Regions from separate parts of the Mus musculus genome. Here region 2 is linked to region 1. The links are chromatin contacts, called in public promoter capture Hi-C maps. All regions are on one chromosome and are shown on one strand. The core of a region is the stretch at or near the end of the contact, and the rest is flanking DNA. Distances in the headings are between cores, read along the strand shown. Region 1 overlaps Rrbp1 (ribosome binding protein 1). Region 2 overlaps Banf2os (a long non-coding RNA gene).

Evidence for each region. Capture Hi-C pulls out chosen DNA fragments and counts their contacts.
Region 2: a contact with region 1 is called in a promoter capture Hi-C map of adipose tissue. The contact joins two enhancer-like sites. A contact is called at or near these places in 1 of 115 datasets of contacts at active chromatin or transcription factors (embryonic stem cells) and 3 of 9 other capture datasets (adipose tissue, liver and pancreatic islet).

What each region holds. Positions count from the first base shown.
Region 1 is chr2:143,947,822-143,952,476 of GRCm38.p6, reverse strand. Rrbp1 (ribosome binding protein 1) reads left to right here. Exons shown (of 24, transcript NM_024281.2): 19 at 202-285; 20 at 1,954-2,049; 21 at 2,722-2,805; 22 at 3,109-3,207; 23 at 3,998-4,141; 24 at 4,548-4,655. The coding sequence ends at 4,586. Among named protein-coding and RNA genes, the nearest start is that of Gm33804, 10 kb to the right of the region's middle. Within about 2 kb of position 1,261, at least 37 of the 459 cell types and tissues checked have an H3K27ac peak or open chromatin away from gene starts, as enhancers often do. A contact at or near this core is called in adipose tissue, where this site is marked.
Region 2 is chr2:144,117,788-144,122,615 of GRCm38.p6, reverse strand. The region is part of intron 2 of Banf2os (a long non-coding RNA gene); the gene reads left to right. Among named protein-coding and RNA genes, the nearest start is that of Gm5535, 69 kb to the left of the region's middle. Within about 2 kb of position 2,240, at least 38 of the 459 cell types and tissues checked have an H3K27ac peak or open chromatin away from gene starts, as enhancers often do. A contact at or near this core is called in adipose tissue, where this site is marked.

The DNA of each region.
Region 1 (4,655 bases), core at 12-2,511:
ATAGGCCTATTGGGACCATTTTCATTAAAACCACCAAAGCAGGTGTTTGTGAAAAGCCTGGGTGTAGGACATTGTTCCTGTAGGACATCTGTCCCTGTGCTGTGTACATCTCCAGGGCTTGGATTCTGGCTCAAGTTTAGGTGTGGACTCATTGTAACTTTTCCCCCCTCCTTTACCCTCATCTGGTTGTTTCCCCTCAAGTTAAGGCAGCTTCTGCTAGAATCGCAGTCTCAGCTGGATGAAGCCAAGAGTGAAGCCCAGAAACAAAGCGATGAGCTTGCCCTGGTAGGTTGACTTAGGTCCTGGGCAGGGGTGTATGATACGGGGTATGCATGTGATGTAACTTGATATCCATGTGGAGTGTCTGCAGCTTAGCAGGGTATGTCATACATTAGTCATGTAGGGCAAGCTTAGGGGGACTACAGCAGTTTGCATAAAACTTAGTTGGGCTTGTAGCTGCCAGGGACCAGAATGTTCACATTCTGTTTCCTGTCTTTGGGCAGATCTGGCATCTGCTCAAGACCATGGGCTGTGGGACATGTAGGCCTTAGTAGCCTGTTTGGTCAGCTGAGCAGCCCAGGATACAGGACTCCTGATACCACAGGAGAGTCCTTTAAAGCCTTTAGGCATGTCTGTGCTTTCTGCATGCTTTCCTGCTTCAATGATGGAACTGGCCTTGCCAGTCTTACAGTTATACGGGATGACCTGCTCCTTCTGGCCCTCTGCCAGGCACTGAGAGCAGATAAACCTGTACAGAGATGTGAGGAGTGGCCCTGTGCACATTGCCTCTTGTAGTCCAGTAGTTTTCCCAGTTTGCCGCTGCTGTGTCTGGAACCATGTCCCAGCTGCTTGGTCTCCCTCCTGGTCCCCAGCCCTGGCCCTAGGCAGCAGCCTGTGCAGCTGCAGCTATCTTCCCTTTATCTTCATTGCCATTTTGAAAACCTTGAAGTAGATGTCAACATTTGAAATTTGGAGATTGAACATGTGCTGTCCAGGAGAGCAGCTCTGGTGTGTTGACTCCACACTTTCTCCTAAGCCCAGCTCCCTGCATCCAGGTTTTAGGCCTTGTCCAGACTACCACACTACAAGTAGATGCTGTCTGGGCCAAGCCTCCCAAATTTAAGGCTGCCATTCTCAGCCATTTGCTAGGTTGGGTCTGGGTAAGAGCCCCCCACTACACCCCCCCCCCCCATGGGACACAGCCCAGCCAAGGCATGTACACAGACCGTGCCTGCCAAGGGTTCTTGTCACCTTTGAACTGTGCTCTTTGCTTTCTGCACTCTGGGGCATTTGAGAAGGCTAAGTGGAGACTGAGGCCACCCAGGTCTCCTAAAGAGCTTATGAGTTCTGTCCCCAGGCCTTCTGACTGGGACCTTTCCCAAGCAACCTGTGTGACTTTGCTGGTCTTCAGATGGAAGGCCCAGTGGTCTGGTGGACCCAGAGAATTACAAGGCAATAATATGGTCTTACTATTTTGTCCAAGCCCCCAAAAGGCTGTGAACAGGACACTACATCCTTGAATAATTGGAATGGGACATGTTGTCAGTTACCTCTGTTCCATGTGGACTCCCTGGTTTTGTGTGGTTGCTCCTGGGGGAGAGGGGTGTTGCCTCACAGGTTCACTTCAAAAAATACACATGGCTCTCATTAGTCAAGGGGCTTGTTGGCCTCAAGGCTTTTGAGATGCTGAGTGGAGTATCCCTCCTGCACTAGGGAACATAAATATTGATCACAGATGGCAGACCTTTACTCTTCCTATGTCTCTGAGGAGTCTCTCTCTCCCCCTCCTGGTCCCCCTCCCCTTCCCTCTCCCCCCTCCCCTCCCCTCTCCCCACTCCCTTTCTCTCCCTCTCCCCCCTCCCATCTCTCTGGCGAGTGCATGGGTGCTTGTGTGTGTGCATGGGTGCATTCCACTGGTGTGTATTTGCACAAACCCACCCCTCCCTGTTTCAGGTCAGGCAGCAGTTGAGTGACATGAGGAGCCACGTAGAGGATGGTGACGTGGCTGGGTCTCCAGCTGTCCCTCCAGCCGAGCAGGACCCTATGAAGGTTAGGGTGATAAGCTGGTCCTCACCCCTAACATCACATGGTGCTCAGGGGTGGGCAGCCTATGTGCTGATTAAACTGAGTGCAGGTACTTCAGTCCCCACTGCTAGCCACCTCCTCATCCCGTGTGATCTGGGTGAGAGGACCCAGAATGGAAGGGTGTAGAGCTAAGGGCGGGTGGCTAGGGCCCTTGGCCCTTACTACACAAGGAAGGGACTTTTGGACCTGTGTGTAGCTTGGGTTTGGGTAGCCACAGAGGAGATTTGTCTTTAGCTGTGGCCCTTTACTGGGGCATTGCTAGCCGGACATCTGTCTTCCAGAGTTTTGACCAAAAGATCAGTTACCAAGAGCAATTGGCAAGAGGCAGGGACCTATCATTGGGCTCCCATTGTAGACCATGTCCTGCCCCATGGCTTTGGGGTCTTTCCTGCCCTGTGAGTCCTGTGAAAGGCTTAGAGTCTAGTGTTTTCCCCAGCACCTTTTTGCGACTTCTCTGGTTCTCTCCTGAGTCTTGAGGCACTCTCTCCCCAGAAATGAGAGTGCTGAGAGTGACTTAGGGTGGGGAAAGGCCCAGGGAATCCTAGAAATAGCTTGAAGGGGGAGCCTGCAGTTACAGTCTGCCCCAGAGGGGCCTCTGCGAGCCTCTCCAGTCCAACTTGTGTTATCTCCATACAGTTGAAAACACAGCTGGAGCGGACAGAAGCCACCCTGGAGGCTGAGCAGACACGGCGGCAGAAGCTCACAGCTGAGTTTGAGGAGGTTAGGTTCTGCCTAGTGGCCCCAGCTCCTACAAGCGTCTTGAGAGCTTGGGCATCATCTCTGTCCTTCCCAACTTTCCCACCAGGCACCTGACTCTGCCCCAGGAGCCTTGTAGGTTTCTGCATCTTTGGGAGGTCCTGAAGGCCTGGGTGCGAGTGGGTTATCTCCAAGCTTCTTGCCCATGTGAATCAATATGAGCTTTTGTCTTAGGCTGGGGATGGCCCTCCCCCTCCCCCAACCCAGTGAATTTAGTCAGGTTTGACTGCTAGGCAACTCACCCAGATGTGTCCCCTCTCTGACAAGGCTCAACGCACAGCGTGTCGGATACAAGAAGAGCTGGAGAAACTCCGTGCTGCTGGCCCCCTGGAGTCGTCAGGAAAAGAAGAGATTACACAGCTGAAGGTAGAGGATGGAGTTGGGGTACAGTTTGGACTTGAAGGTCTTCTAGACTTTGGTCACTGTCTTAGTCACTAGTCTATTACTGTGAAGAGACACCATGACCAAGACAACTCTGATAAAGGAAAGCATTTAATTGAGGGCCTGCTTACAGGTCCAGAAGTCCATTCCTCATTATAGCAATATCCATGGTACTAGAGCAGGAGCTGAGAGCTACATCCTGATCCATGGGTCAAAAAAGTAGACTTTGCATGGGGTTTGAAAGCTCATATCCTACTCCCAGAGATACACCTATTCCAATAAACCACACCTCCTAATTCTTCTCAAATAGTGCTACTCTCTGATGATTAAGTATTCAAATATATGAGCCTGTAGAGGCCATTCTTATTCAAACCACCAGTCAGTCATTCTTGTTCTGGGAGAGGGGCTGATCCTGAGGGAACAGCTCAGGTATTGGCTTCCCTTGCCACACCTAGTGGAAGGCCCTTGGCCAGAAAGAACTAAGTCATATCTCAGTTACAAGTTAGTGTCATTTAAATGTAAGCCTGAAGTCCTGGTTCAGCTACACATGTAGTGGCCTTCACACTAGGCAGTGCACGGTGGACAGTAAGGCCGGGAAGCTGTCCAAGCGTAGCAGAAGCTGACAGAACACAGGCAGAACTGTCAACAACAAAGGCTTTCTCCCAGACAGCACTAAGTAACCAGATAGCTCTCTGTATTCATGAAGTCATTAGAGCTAGCTCTTCCTCCTGTTATATCATCTGAGAGCTGACTGCTTGAACCTTCTGGCCCACAGGAGAGACTAGAAAAAGAGAAGAGGTTAACAAGTGACCTGGGCCGTGCTGCCATCAAACTTCAGGAGCTGTTGAAGACAACCCAGGAGCAGCTGACGAAAGAGAAGGACACAGTGAAGAAGTTACAAGAACAACTGGGAAAAGCAGTGAGTGCTCAGTGCAGGCTGGGCTGCAGGGCGAGCGCCAGGCCTCCAGTGCTTTGCTGTCTAGGGGCCCCAGGGAAGCAGGACACTGGGGATAGAGAACTATATATAAGAGGAACTGACATGTGCACTGCTGGCTTGTCCTGACCCTGCAGCCTGTGTGGAGTCCCTTGCCTGCAAAACCACATTCTCAGCTACACTCAGGGCCTTAGGTTCCTCTCATCATAGGGTCACCCCAGTTCCTGTGCATGCACCCCCAGCCCCTGGAGTCACCTCTGGGCCTCCGAAGCCTGAAGGTGCTTATTGGAGCTTCTCTGAGGCCTTATGAGTCAGTCCTGGCACAGGGAAGTGGAGGGGGTGCCTTGACTCCCATCCAGGTCGTTCCTTTACATGTCTACTTTGTTTGCAGGAGGATGGTAGCAGCTCAAAGGAGGGAACCTCTGTCTGAGTCTCCTCGGCAAACTGTTCAACTTACCAAAATGCCTTACACATTCCTTACAAATAAACCAACCAACAC
Region 2 (4,828 bases), core at 991-3,490, 170 kb before region 1:
GGCTTCCCTGAGTCAATCATAGTGATCAAGAAGATAGAAGATTCTGATTGGTTGCCCTGGGTCAATGCCTGTAGCAGTGGGTCAGTCAGGAGAAAGATAGTGGCTAGAAGGGAGTCATGGGTGGAGGAACATCCAGAGCAGTCAACAGAAGGTGGACACGGATGCATGTGGAGTGACTGCCGCTGCCACTACCGTCTCAGACCCACAGATCCAAATTGGACAGCTAGAAGTTCGGCCCCCAAAGCAACCAGCATGTTTAACCCTCTGACCCCTCTGTGAGGAAAGGGACAAACATGTAGCCGGTTGAGACTATTTCGGAGACAACGTCTGGGCACTGGCTCTTTGAGAGACACACCCAGGGCATGGGGCTGAATCCGTGAAACGGGGAAGGAGCACTGATAAAGGGGGCATGTTAGGAAATCAGGAAACGGGACTCCCGTGCCCCTCCCCCAGACCTTCTGAGAAGTGACACCAAATTGTATGATTCCAAACCAGGTGTGGTAGCGCACACCTGTCGTCAGCGCCGAAGCATCGGGAAGAGTTCAAGGCCCACCTGGGCTGTTTGGAGGCTATCCCAGGAGTCATTTGTGGCCCATCTGACTTGGATGAGTGTGAAGGGGGACACAGCGACTACTCTCAGACAGAGAGATAGATGCAAGAGTTCAAGAGGCAGCTGTGGGTAACGCCTGGCCTGGCTTCTGATGTTATAAAAGATCCCAGAGCTGGCCTAGGCCTCGTGACTTTCTGCAGTCACCCGTTAATTGCTACCTGTGCGTTTGGCTCAACCCTTACCAGTGGGGCACGCAGCAGCCCCAAAGGCTTCGGGGCTTTCATACCTTACAGGTTCTGGCTACACGGACTGGACTGACTGATTTGTTAACAGAAAAGATTTTGTTTCCAGGACTGTGGATTCTATGAAACTCCCACCTGAACCCTGCTGAGAAGTTCTTGCTAAGTTGCTTAACTCACTTGCCCGAATGAAAGAGCTGGGCAGTTCTCCGGATAGTTAAAACCTTTAAGACTCTTCAGAAATAGACACAGGGTGAGGTAAACCAGAGCCCGATGCACCGGAATGTTCTTCAGATCAACTTTTGCCTGTGGAACTCATGATAGAGAAGCATTTCCTGTTATAAATGGAAGCCTGGCTATAGTGGGGCCACTTTGCCAACCCCCAACAAACAGCCAACAGCCTCTCATGCAAGCCAGCCTCTTCATTTTTCAGATGTCAAAGGGGGAGAGAGATATCTTTTCACAGGCATGAATGCTTCCAAACATCAGTTCTTGAAAATCAAAGGACTGGAGAGGGCTTTGACTTTTTTGCTCTCAAGTGGGCAGAGCGGAAACCTTGTTGCAGGATGGACCAGGACAAATGGTTGTTGAGCTCAGATGTGTATTGATCTGGCAAAAAGACAACTGAAGCTTTCCACCCGCTGCAGAGATATTCCTGATGCAGCTGTGTGGCCATGGGCAAATCAATTACCCTCTCTGGGATCCAGGTGTTTGCTTAGAATTGTGAGGATTAATCAAGTGGTTGACTTGAGGTCCTGATGCTGCCCCTGTCTTCTCCATGGTCAATTACACAGTGATGCCACCTTCCCCAGAATTCTTAACACAATTATCCAGGAAGTCACTAGGGGAGCAACATGAGCTGGCAGGAGAATTGAAATCTGAGTGTCATCCTTTAGCCCTAAATTGTCTTTTGTGAATGTGCAAACTGCAGGGCTATAAACTATACCCATCAGTCAAATCTGAACTTGCTTGGTCACTGGGGCACCTCTGCTTGTTCATGTCAATAAAGTTTTATTAGAATGGTCAGATTACATTTCCATGCTGCATGAAATGCTAGTTTTGAGCTGCAGTGGCAGAGGAGGATCGTGGTTGGGGCGGAGACCCTTCTCTTTGGCCTGAAGAGGCTGAATATTCACTGCCAGATCCTGTACAAGGAAAGCTTGCCACCTTGGATATAAATCTCTTTCCCTGGCTCCAGCCTTTCCTTCAGGCCACAATGAGGCTCTTCTTCTTTGTGCCTGAGATCTTTGGAGCTGAGCAATGCCCCAAGGGCTTATGGGCTCTTGGCATTCTTGAGTTGAGAGGAGGGAAAGAGAAATGCCAGGAGAGAAAATAGGAGGAATGAAAATGTTGTTGGAAAAGGGTGGGAAGAAGATGGTGGGGGTGGGGCCTCCTCTGTGTTGCGTCGGCAGGGTTATGCTTGGGTTTAGAGATCTGCTCAGTCTGGCCTGATGCCCAGGCTGGGACTCAGCCACCTCTCTCAGCTCTGAGTTCCAGGAACCCGGCCTAGCAGGCCCCCTCTGGCTACCATGGAACTTCGATGTGGAAAGCCCTTGTATTTTTTCCTGATGGAAATGACAGCCTTTTCCTGGTCTCTAGAAAACTACAAACTCCAACATGAGCAGGCGGGTGCCTTTGCTGGTATCTAGCTGTTGCTCCTAAAGCCATTTGCTGGAGGACCATATTTGGCTTATTCCCTGTGGGGTCCATCCCTTGTCCAGATGAATGCTGTAGCCTTCTGTGGCGAATAACACACACACCCACACACACCCAAATCCCTCTTTTCCAGAGACATCAAGCATCCTTTTTTAAGATCTGTGTGTTCTGCTGCCCAGGGCTCATACTCAGGACTTGCTTGGTCACTGGGGCACCTGGGTAGTCAGTCCATAGTCAATGACTAATATGGAGAGGACCAAAGGCCAGCTTCCATTGTCTGGGGATGCTGTCCCGCCTTGAGCTCCCTGAAGGAGCATGGGCAGGGACTTCAAGTTTAAATATACACAATGCAGAGGATCACTAAGTCCTGTCTAGCTTGGATGATACAAATTACTTTTTTGGCTTGAGGTGGTGTGGTGGTTTGAGTGAGGATGGCCTTCATAGGCTCGTCTATTTGAGTGTTTGGTCCCCAGCTGAACTGCTTAGGAAGGATTAGGAGGCGTTGCCTTGTTAGAGGAGCTATGACAGTGGGAGTGGGCTTTGAGGTTTCACAAACCCTCACAGTGCCCATTTTTGCTCTTGCTGCCTGTAGATGAAGATGTGACTTCTTAGCTACGACTTCAGAGCCATGACTAGCTGCTTGCCACCACACTCCCCTCCACGATGGGCATGGGCTAACACTCTGAAGCTGTAAGCAAGCTCCCAAGGAAATGTTTCCTTTATATGTTGCCTTGACCATGGTGTCTCTTCACAGCAATAGAACAGTAACTAGGATTGTTTTTCTTGTGTTTCTGACAGAGTCTCATTCTGTAGTCCAGGCCAGCTTCAAACATACCATCCTTCTGTCTCAGTCTTTTGAGTCCTTGTAACAAAACCATGTAGCACCACACCTGACTGGTCAGTTTTAAATGAAGAGTATACTATGGTTTGAAAGGACTGTCTAATCTCAAGTTAGAAATTAAAATTAAAATTTAAATTTAAATTAAATTACCCTTGTAGCAACACTGATGAGAGGGTCCCTGTGATGGTTTGTATATGTTTGGCCCAGGGAGTGGCACTATTTGGAGGTGTGGCCTTCTTGGAGTAGGTGTGTCACTGTGGGAGTGGACTTTAATACCCTAGTCCTAGCTGCCTGGAAGCCAGTATTCTGCTAGCAGCCTTCAGATGAAGATGTAGAACTCTCAATTTGTCCTGCACCATGCCTGCCTGGATGCTGCCATGATCCTGCCTTGATGATAATGGACTGAACCTCTGAACCTGAACCTCTGAACCTGTAAGCCAGCCCCAGTTAAATGTTGTCCTTATAAGAGTTGCCTTGGTCATGGTGTCTGTTCACAGCAGTAAAGCCCTAACTAAGACAGTCCCTAAGAAGTGATAAATTACTTATAACTGTGGAACTAAGGTCCTGATTTTAAAAATAATAATAAGTAATACAGTTGAGCCTGATCCCAGGCACCTTGCCACTGGGAACCCCTTTTTAAACTGAGGCAGAGAGAAGGCAGGGTAGGAAAACTCTGAGGACCTAGCTCATAACTCATTCCCAGGGTGTCCGGAGGTGAGGGAGGGCGGTGGGAGAGGCTGAAGGTTCCTGAAGAAGCAGTCCATGGTGTGTTCAGTTCCTATGATCACATGACTAAAGATCTGGTAGGTGTGGCCCCTGTGCATGTCAGAAGTCTGGGGTAGGGTTCTCTGAACAGTAGTCCGGATGTATGCAGACAGCAGTCAATCTGTAGAATCTAGGGAGAATGTACTCTCTGGTCTTCTCAGGCTTCTGGGGGCCAGCTTCTGCCTGGGCTCAGCCATCGTATCCCCATTTCTGCCCCTCCCCTCCCTAACAGACAACCTTCATCTGACCTTGGGCAAGCCTCCATAATCCAGGATCATCACCCCATCTGGGAGCCTTCCTTTATGCACATCTGCCAGGCCCCCTTTCCCATATAAGCTGGCTTAGTCACAGGTCCCAGAGATCAGCACACAGACGTGTGGGAGGGAGGTGGGACTCTGCCCACACATTCAGCAGAGCTGGGCATCAGGCTTTGGCCTATTTAGGTCCATGCAGAAGGCTGGGGCACCATGGATACAGCCATTTTCCTAGACTGGCAGCTGAAACCGTCCCCTCTGTCCTCTCTTCTCTGTCCAGCATCCCTCCTGATCCACTGCTCCTGGCACACTGCCTCAATAAATGACTCGTACCAAATAGTAAGGGACAGCCTGGGATGATGTGTGCTCCCCAGTGTCCCAGCACCCTGGTCTATTCCTTACCTGGAATGACAGGCTGGGACTATGGATGCTCTTCAGATAAGGGGACGTTGGCTAGTGACTGCGAGGGTTTAAATAAAGCTGGCTGTGGGGCAGAGAAAGTTTAGTAGGGGTCTACAAAACC